3 separate regions of the Ovis aries genome follow, and regions 1 and 3 are each linked to region 2. Evidence: chromatin contacts called from public Hi-C data. All regions are on one chromosome and are shown on one strand. The core of a region is the stretch at or near the end of the contact, and the rest is flanking DNA. Distances in the headings are between cores, read along the strand shown. Region 1 overlaps RSPH3 (radial spoke head 3). Region 2 overlaps SYTL3 (synaptotagmin like 3). Region 3 overlaps RSPH3 (radial spoke head 3).

What was found. A called contact is a pair of places that touch in the nucleus more often than the background predicts.
Region 1: a contact with region 2 is called in a Hi-C map of liver, with 5 times the contacts expected there. The contact joins two enhancer-like sites. A contact is called at or near these places in 14 of 16 Hi-C or Micro-C datasets (blood, hypothalamus, liver and 7 more).
Region 3: a contact with region 2 is called in a Hi-C map of liver, with 5 times the contacts expected there. The contact joins two enhancer-like sites. A contact is called at or near these places in 13 of 16 Hi-C or Micro-C datasets (blood, hypothalamus, liver and 6 more).

What each region holds. Positions count from the first base shown.
Region 1 is chr8:83,042,465-83,045,164 of ARS-UI_Ramb_v3.0, reverse strand. All of the region lies in intron 8 of RSPH3 (radial spoke head 3), which reads left to right. Among named protein-coding and RNA genes, the nearest start is that of RSPH3, 28 kb to the left of the region's middle. Within about 2 kb of position 1,439, at least 10 of the 54 cell types and tissues checked have an H3K27ac peak or open chromatin away from gene starts, as enhancers often do. A contact at or near this core is called in liver, where this site is marked.
Region 2 is chr8:82,851,502-82,854,201 of ARS-UI_Ramb_v3.0, reverse strand. The region is part of intron 4 of SYTL3 (synaptotagmin like 3); the gene reads right to left. Among named protein-coding and RNA genes, the nearest start is that of SYTL3, 54 kb to the right of the region's middle. Within about 2 kb of position 1,286, at least 15 of the 54 cell types and tissues checked have an H3K27ac peak or open chromatin away from gene starts, as enhancers often do. A contact at or near this core is called in liver, where this site is marked.
Region 3 is chr8:83,060,074-83,062,773 of ARS-UI_Ramb_v3.0, reverse strand. It overlaps RSPH3 (radial spoke head 3), which reads left to right. Exons shown (of 9, transcript XR_009601546.1): 5 at 271-474; 6 at 2,446-2,608. Among named protein-coding and RNA genes, the nearest start is that of RSPH3, 11 kb to the left of the region's middle. Within about 2 kb of position 1,348, at least 2 of the 54 cell types and tissues checked have an H3K27ac peak or open chromatin away from gene starts, as enhancers often do. A contact at or near this core is called in liver, where this site is marked.

The sequences.
Region 1 (2,700 bases), core at 190-2,689, 190 kb before region 2:
GAAGCCGAAGCCGTTTCTCCAAAGCTGTCTGTGTCTTGGTCTGTCCCGTGTGCTCTTCTTCCTTACTTTCTCTGCTGGTAGTCAGCGTTCTCCCTTAGTAGTCAGGTCCTCTTCTTCCTCATCTTTCTCATCTCTCACTTAGTGCTCGGAAACCGCACCCCCCACCCCGAGGTCATCTCATCATTGCCCACTACTCAATGCCCCCACACTCTGGTGATACTCAGCCCTGGGCTCTAAATCTGTTATCTCTAATCATCTCTGGACCGCTCCGTCCAGAACTATGAAGAGCCTCAGATTTTATCTACTTCCAAGTTAAGTTAGCCTCCAGAGATTCATGAGTGCCGGTAAATTTTGACGTAAGACTCCTGAGTCAGAGACATGGGGTTATGTGTAACTCACCACGGTAGCAGTACCCAGAATATCAGCATTTTTGTGCTGGTTCTGGAGCCCTTGTTGCGTCAAGGCAAAGTGAAGACCAGACAGAACTTGCCCATGCAGTGAGTGGCCGTAGGGGAGAGGAACCCTGAGCTCAGAGAGCTCCAGTCTTTCATAGTGGGCAGCAAGCATGCCTGCTCTTGGCTCCAGAGGGAGACACTGTCTTTTTCTTCAGAGATTATTCAGGTTTTCGTCAAAGACTGTTTGCTATACAAACATCCCTGAAAAGAAAGTATGAGACAAAGGGCAGTTCATGCCTTGCTGTCAAGATGGGCAGAAACCCTTGGAGAGTTGTTTCACGTTTCATTTTGCTATCACACTGGCATCTCAAATTTGAGACATCGTTAAACAAATCCATCATCATTTTCTGAACTGTTTCCTTTCTGTCTTCACTATATTGAATTAATAGTGCTACCCACCATTGATTTCCTGACTTCCATGCGTCAATATGGGCTTAAAGCTGAAAAAAATACTTGTAAAAGAAATGCAAAAATCTCGATGGCTTAAGCACAACAAAACTTTATGTTACGCTCATGTAAAACCCAGTTCAGATGTTCCTGGGATGGTGACTCTCCTGAGAAGCTCCCTAGCAAAAAATATATATATATACCCAGGCTGTTCCTATCTTGTGGCCCCGTGATCCTGTGGGTTCAGGGTCTCCTTGGCTTAATCATACATGAAGTCCTTCGATTCAGAAAGGTTTCCTGTTCTGTCATCTTCTAGACCATTGCAACCTCCTGCCTCCAGTCCTACCGTCCTCTCACTTTTACTCTGGCAGTCCATCAGAACTTTAGATCAGATTGTATCACTTTCCTCCTGAAAATCCTTCATTTTCTTACCACTGTGTACAAAGTGTGAAGTCCAGACTCCTTAACAGAGGTGAAGGCTCTCTGTGATCTGCCCCTGACTGTCCAGGCACGTTTACTGTGACTCTCGTACACGTACCCTTTGTTCTCACCAAACCGAATTACTAACGGTTTCCTGATTTTTATTTCCTCTGGTTGGCTTCTCTGCTTTTGCACCTGTTGTTCATCTTGCCTATGAACCTCCTCCAACCACTGCACCACACATACACAGACACACCATTTGCGTTCAGCAAACTTCTCATCCTTCAGTTCTCAGCTAAAATGTTCCCACTTGGCCTTCCTTGGGATGCCAGTGGTAGCGCACGTACCAGGCCTGAATAGTACTCATGGGAGGAAACCTTAGGAGCAGGGACGAGCCACTTCCCCATTCCCCATCACAGTGGGGTTGGGCGGGGGTCGCTGACTGGGGCTGAGCAGAGTATTTGACTCCAGGAGAGAAGCCTCAGCCCTGTGTCATGATGTGCCAATGATCAGCTGCACAACAGGGTGAGTCCCAGGCCCTCCTCTAGCATGGTCAGGGTCTAGGAAGCAGGCGTGGTAATGGCAGCTGAATAACGTGGGGGACCTGTGATTTCCAGCTCTGATCTGCCACTCAGCATTCCATCAGGCCTGACTACACAGCCTTAAGCACTCGGCGATGATCCATTTCCTTACAGCAGATGGAAGGCCCCAGTGGTCCCGTTCCATGGAAAGGCAGCTCCAGCTCTGAAAGGCCAGTGCTGCCGAGGTGCCCTAGGCATGTTGACCCCTACTTCACGGTTCACCTTCCTTCATCCAAAGGCTGTCCCGCTCCTTGTTCCGTCAGTAGGCAGTAAGTGAGCAGTGCGTGCGTGCTCAGTCGTGTCTGGTTCTTTGCAACTCCATGGACTGTAGCCTGCCAGGCTCCTCTGTCCATGGGATTTTTCCAGGCAAGAATGCTGGAGTGGGTTGTCATTTCCTGCTCCAGGGGATCCTCCCAACCCAGGGATCGGACCCACATCTCCCGCATTGGCAGAAGATTCTTTACTGCTAAGCTACCTGGGAAGCCCTGTTCCATCTCATACCCTTTCTCCGATGGGGGCTTCCCTCGTAGCTCAGTTGGTAAAGAATCTGTCTGCAATGCAGGAGACCCCTGTTTGATCCCCAGGTCAGGAAGATCCGCTGGAAAAGGGATAGGCTACCCACTCCAGTATTCTTGGGCTTCCCTTGTGGCTCAGCTGGTAGAGAATCTGCGTGCAATGTGGGAGACCTGGGTTCAATCCCTGAGTCAGGAAGATCCCCCTGGAGAAGGGAAAGGCTACCCACTCCAGTATTCTGACCTGGAAAATTCCTCGAACTGTATAGTCCATGGGGTCTCAAAGAGTCAGACACGACTGAGCAACCTTCACTTTCACTTTTCACCCATAAGGACCAAGAGGCC
Region 2 (2,700 bases), core at 37-2,536:
TACACTGTCTAGGTTTGTCATAACTTTTCTTCAGAAGGCTATAAAGAAAGACTTAAGTATTTCATCATCTCCATAAGACAGGAGGAAGGGCAGCGGGGGTGGGGTAGTAAGACAATCAGGAATTACATGCCATCCAACCATCTCATCCTCTGTCGTGGGGTGGGGGGTGTGTTTGGGTGGGGGGCAAAGTACTCTGATGTCAAGCCCCAGACCTTAAAACTGGGGATGGCTAACCCCCAAGCAGACCCTGATCTGATCACCCCCCTCCCACCAAGTCCATGGGATTCTCCAGGCAAGAATACTGGAGTGGGTAGCCATTCCCTTCTCCAGAGGATCTTCCCAACCCAGGGATCAAACCCAGGTCTTCTGCATTGCAGGCAGATTCTTTACCGTGTGAGCTACAGGGACGATGCCCACTGCCAGTTAGGGGTCCTAACCTGGGGGGCTCAGGTGATGGGTGAGCCCTGAAATCACATTTCAAACCGTAAGGCCCCCTGCCCATGTGCATTTTCTGGGGTTCACCGTGGTGCTCACCAGACTCTAACAGGAGTGAGCCTCTTCCCTGTCTGACTACAAAACAACCCTTTAAAAATAAAAAGGGCCTCACCCCGAAGGCTGAGCGCTAAACCAGTGGAGCCAGCTTGTAAAGAGTGAAGGCTCGCATCTGCAGGAGCCTCGGGGAAGAAGACAGGCTGGAATCTGAAGGAGCCACCCCGAGTGCACCGAGGGCCCTGTCACTGCGAAAGCAGAGAAAAGCAGGAGAAAGAGGGAGATTAGACAGAGACACTGCTCATCCAGCCTGTCCTGGGCCAGAGGCAGACTCCAAGGGAGGGGCAGTTCTGAGCCCTGGGGGTCAAGGGGCAGGGGGGCGGGGACTGGTCACAGCTCAGCTGGCCCCTCGTCCTCCCAGTCGTGGCCTGTTGGGACTGCTGCCCAGAGGCACGACCACCAGGTGGCAGCCCCCCTCCCCAAAGCGATGCTCCTTCTCCCCACCACCTGCAACCCTCTAGCAGCTCCCTGCCGCCCACACCTGGGCCTCCATCCTGGGGGTCCACTCTCGCACCAGCCCTTAAGGAGGGTGCCCCATTGCACTACTTACCCTGGGCGTTCTCCACTCACTCCCCTCGCTAATTGCCTTTCTACCCCAGGCCTGTACCTCCCTCCTAAACCTCAGCTTGGTCTCCCGATCACATTCCTAAATACCCTTTCTGAACCCCGGGAGGCTGGGCCCACACACATGGCTTTATGCTGCCCCCTGCTGGCAGCACTGGGAACCACCACCCTAGGCATCGACACACCCTATCTGTAAAGTCCAAATGGCCAGTATTCCAGGCTCTGTACCTTCTCTGTCCCACCTGCTCAACTGTGCGCTTGTGACTGCACCCATCGTGTTAAAGAGTGGGTGTGTCTGTGTTCTGATAATGGACGTTGAAATCTGAATTTCTTGTAATTTTTCAGTTCAGTTCAGTTGCTCAGTCATGTCTGACTCCTTGCAACCCTATGGACTGCAGCACACCAGGCCTCCACATCACCAACTCCCGGAGTTTACTCAAACTCATGTCCATCGCGTTGGTGATGCGATCCAACCATCTCATCCTCTGTCATCCCCTTCTCCTCCTGCCTTCAATCTTTCCCAGTATCAGGGTCTTTTCAAATGAGTCAGTTCTTCGCATCAGGTGGCCAAATTATTGGAGTTTCAGCTTCAGCATCAGTCCTTCCAATGAAGATTCCTTTAGGATGGACTGGTTTGATCTCCTTGCAGTTTAAGGGACTCTCAAGAGACTTCTCCAACAACACAGTTCAAAAGCATCAATTCTTGGGGCTCAGCTTTCTTTATGGTCCAACTCTCACATTCAGCCATGACTACTGGAAAAACCATAGCTTTGACTAGACAGACCTTTGTTGGCAAAGTAATGTCTCTGCTTTTTAATATGCTGTCTAGGTTGCAATTTTTTATGTCTCACAAAAGTTCTTCTTTTGATTTCTAACCATTAAGATATGCAAAACTCATTCTCAGCTCATGGGAGTTACAAGAACGGGCAGAGGGACAGGCTTGGCCCAGGGGAGCCAGGGTGCCTCACGCTCTTTTTCCTCCAGGTGTTGGGGGGCAGCTCTCAGCAGGGAGCTAGTGAGCAGTGCAGAGTCCCAGGCGCACCCCCAGCCCCACGGAGGCGCCCGGGGCGGTGAGGTTGAGGAGCAGCCCGGGGCTCTGTCCCTGCGTATCACCACTTCACTGGTTTCCTCTCTTGTACTCCTCAGTCATTTCTTACCAGGGGCTTTCCTTAAAAAGCACTCAACATTTATTTTTTGTTACCTTATTTTTTAATTCGCATAATGACTATGGGGAAATGCTCATGGAAAGATGCCCCCCGAGGTCTCCTGACTGGCAGGTTGAGGTCCCACTCTGGCGGCCTCCTTAGGCTTTACCGAGAGCAGCTGTGGGTCCGGGTCCCAGGGTTCTAGGCTTCAGGCACATTCAGAAAGTCAGAGAGACATTTATTATCCTCAAAGCTGACTGTCTGCCAGGGGCTGTGTGGGACACTCTGACTGCATTTGCTGTGGGGCGTCACCAGGCGCCGTCTCAACTCTGTAAGTGAAAACCTAGGCTCACGGGGACTGTGCTCCTGTTCACTCGCTCGGTCGTGTCTGACTCTTTGCGACCCCCATGGACTGCAGCACTCCAGGCTCCCCTGTCCTTCA
Region 3 (2,700 bases), core at 99-2,598, 210 kb before region 2:
ATTGGAAAATTATTGAGAATGAAGGTTTATTCTGATGATTGAATAGATCTTTTTATAACTTTGACTCTTATCAGTTTTTGCCTGTAAAGAGCCCCTTGTGCCTTTTGGGCTGTTTTGAAGATTAGAAACAGTAAATTACCAGCTCAGTGTCTGGCACACAGAAGACCCTCAATAAGTAGGATCCTATTATTTATTGCTGCTTTCATGGATTTTTTTTCACTGAGCCTTTGGTCCATGATTAAAATTTTAAATTTGTTTTGTGTGTTTAAGCTGTTTGACTTTGATCTTGAAGTTAAACCAATGTTAGAAGTTTTGGTGGGAAAGACCATCGAGCAGTCTCTTCTGGAAGTGATGGAAGAGGAAGAGTTGGCAAACCTGCGGGCCAGTCAGTACGCGTATGAAGAGCTTCGCAATGTCGAGCTTGCTGAAGTCCAGCGACTTGAAGAGCAGGAGAGGCGACACCGGGAGGAAAAAGTAGAGAATTTTCGTTTTTTCTCTCAGACAGATTTCGGTTACTTAACCGATTATGTTCAAAATCCCATGTAGAGCTAACAGGTCTTGGCAAACATGTTAGAAAAGACCTGTAGTATTTGTTGTTCAGGTCTCTCCTACAGATCACCAATCTTTCATGAACAATTACATTTTTAAAATTCCAGTTTACATAGATGTACCTGAATAGAGATGGACTTCCCAGGTGGCTCAACAGTAAAGAATCTGCCTGCCAATATAGGCAACCGAGGTTCTATTCCTGGAGAAGGAAGTGGCAGCCCGCTCCAATATTCTTCCCTGGGAAATCCCATGGAGAGAGGAGGCCTGGCAGGCTACAGTCTATGGGGCTGCAAAGGGTCGGACTAAATAACACCAACAACCTAAATAGAGTTCCCCAAAATTCCTGCAGATCACAATTTAAATTACATATGTCCCAATGAAAGGCACTCTTAAATATCAAGAGTCCTAGAGAAGAAATAACATCAGTTTGCCGAAAATCAATGGCAGAAAAGGTGGCAGGAAAAAGCGGAGTGTATTTGGGTAGATGCAGAGTAAGAAAGAGGATCTGGAAAGAATTCTGGGTCTTTTTCTCAGTGACTAGCTCTGCTCCACACCCTTACAGATACACCTACTATCCGAGTCTTTACAGAATATTTCTTCAGATTATAATGTTTTTAGAACCTTTAATAAGAAAAGTTGTAGAATCCGATCATGAAATACGCCACAGACCTCTAGTTAGGAAGCACTAGGCTCAGTACAGTTTAAGGTGAGTTAAACACTGGATGGATAAATAATAAAGAGTTTCCAAACACCTGAAAGGGCTCAGAGTCTAGCTTCCCACACGAATAGCTCAGTTGTTGGAACATTCTACTCCAAACCTAGTCAGATGGACTTTCAGTTTTCCTCCAGAATGAGTAACTTTGTAAAGAGCACAGGTCTGTTGATAAGGATTGCGCAAATGCACAATTATATGTTCACAAGTATAAGATGAATCCTAACAGCTTTGTTGAAATAATTGGTGAAGTTTTTATCAAAGAATAGTTAAATTTGTTTATTTACTGTTTGGTGGTATGTGCATGCTCAGCCGTGTCTGACTTGGACTGCAGCCTGTCAGGGTTCTTTGTCCATGGAATATCTCAGGCAAGAGTACTGGAGTGGGTTGCCATTTCCTCCTCCAGGGGACCTTCCTGACCCAGGAAATGAACCCACGTCTCCTGCCGAGCAGTTAGATTCTTTACCATTGAGCCACCTGGGAAGCCCTTATTTACTATTAGGAAATGTTTTCGAAGTTTAAGCAAATATAAATCTGGTTGACTTGTATTCTTCATTTTTTATAATAATACTATTAGGAAATATGAAAAAACAAAGAAAAGTCATCTAGATTTATATTTACTTCAACTTTGAAAATAGACTAATTAGAAAATATGTTAATGTTCCCATTTCTGCATGGGAATAGAGAAGGTAGTTCATAAGCTTCACAGATTTCATATGATCTATAAATAGCAACAGCAACAAAAAGGTTTTATAATTTTCAGAACTTTACAAATTCAAAGAGTCATTATAAACGAGACAATTTATTGGCCCGAGTTTTTTAATCAAAGATGTCTAAGCAACTATAATTTTCATATCAGCAATACTTTATAATACTAATTAAAAATACAGGTAACTATTATTATTCTTTGATTTCAGTCAGACATGTATATCCTGAAATTACTTTACTTGAAAATGGATCAGGAAATGAATTTTACCTTAAGCATCATCTCCTCTGAATTCAGTACCTACTTAGCTGTTGAAATTCATTAAAATCGTAGTGAAAAATACGAACTGATCATAGACACCTTGCTGTCCTTTTTTGGACACAAATATAAGTACAAATTCTCACACTCATGAGAGTCGGTTTCGGGGGAAGACATGATAGCAGAATAGCCACCTGTGATGGTGTTTTCCTCTGGGCAGGAACGTCGGAAGCAGCAGCAATGGCAGGTGGTTCACAAGCATAACGAGACTTCGCAGAAGATCGCGGCTCGAGCGTTTGCACAGCGTTACCTGGCCGACCTCCTCCCGTCAGTTTTTGACAGCCTTCGGGATGGTGGCTACTTTTATGATCCCATTGAAAGAGGTTTGTTGGAGGTCTTTTGTTAGATTAACTGTTACAATAAGCATCCTGCTAATGGTTTGAGTTCATGTTGTGCCCATTTTTGTTTTGAATTG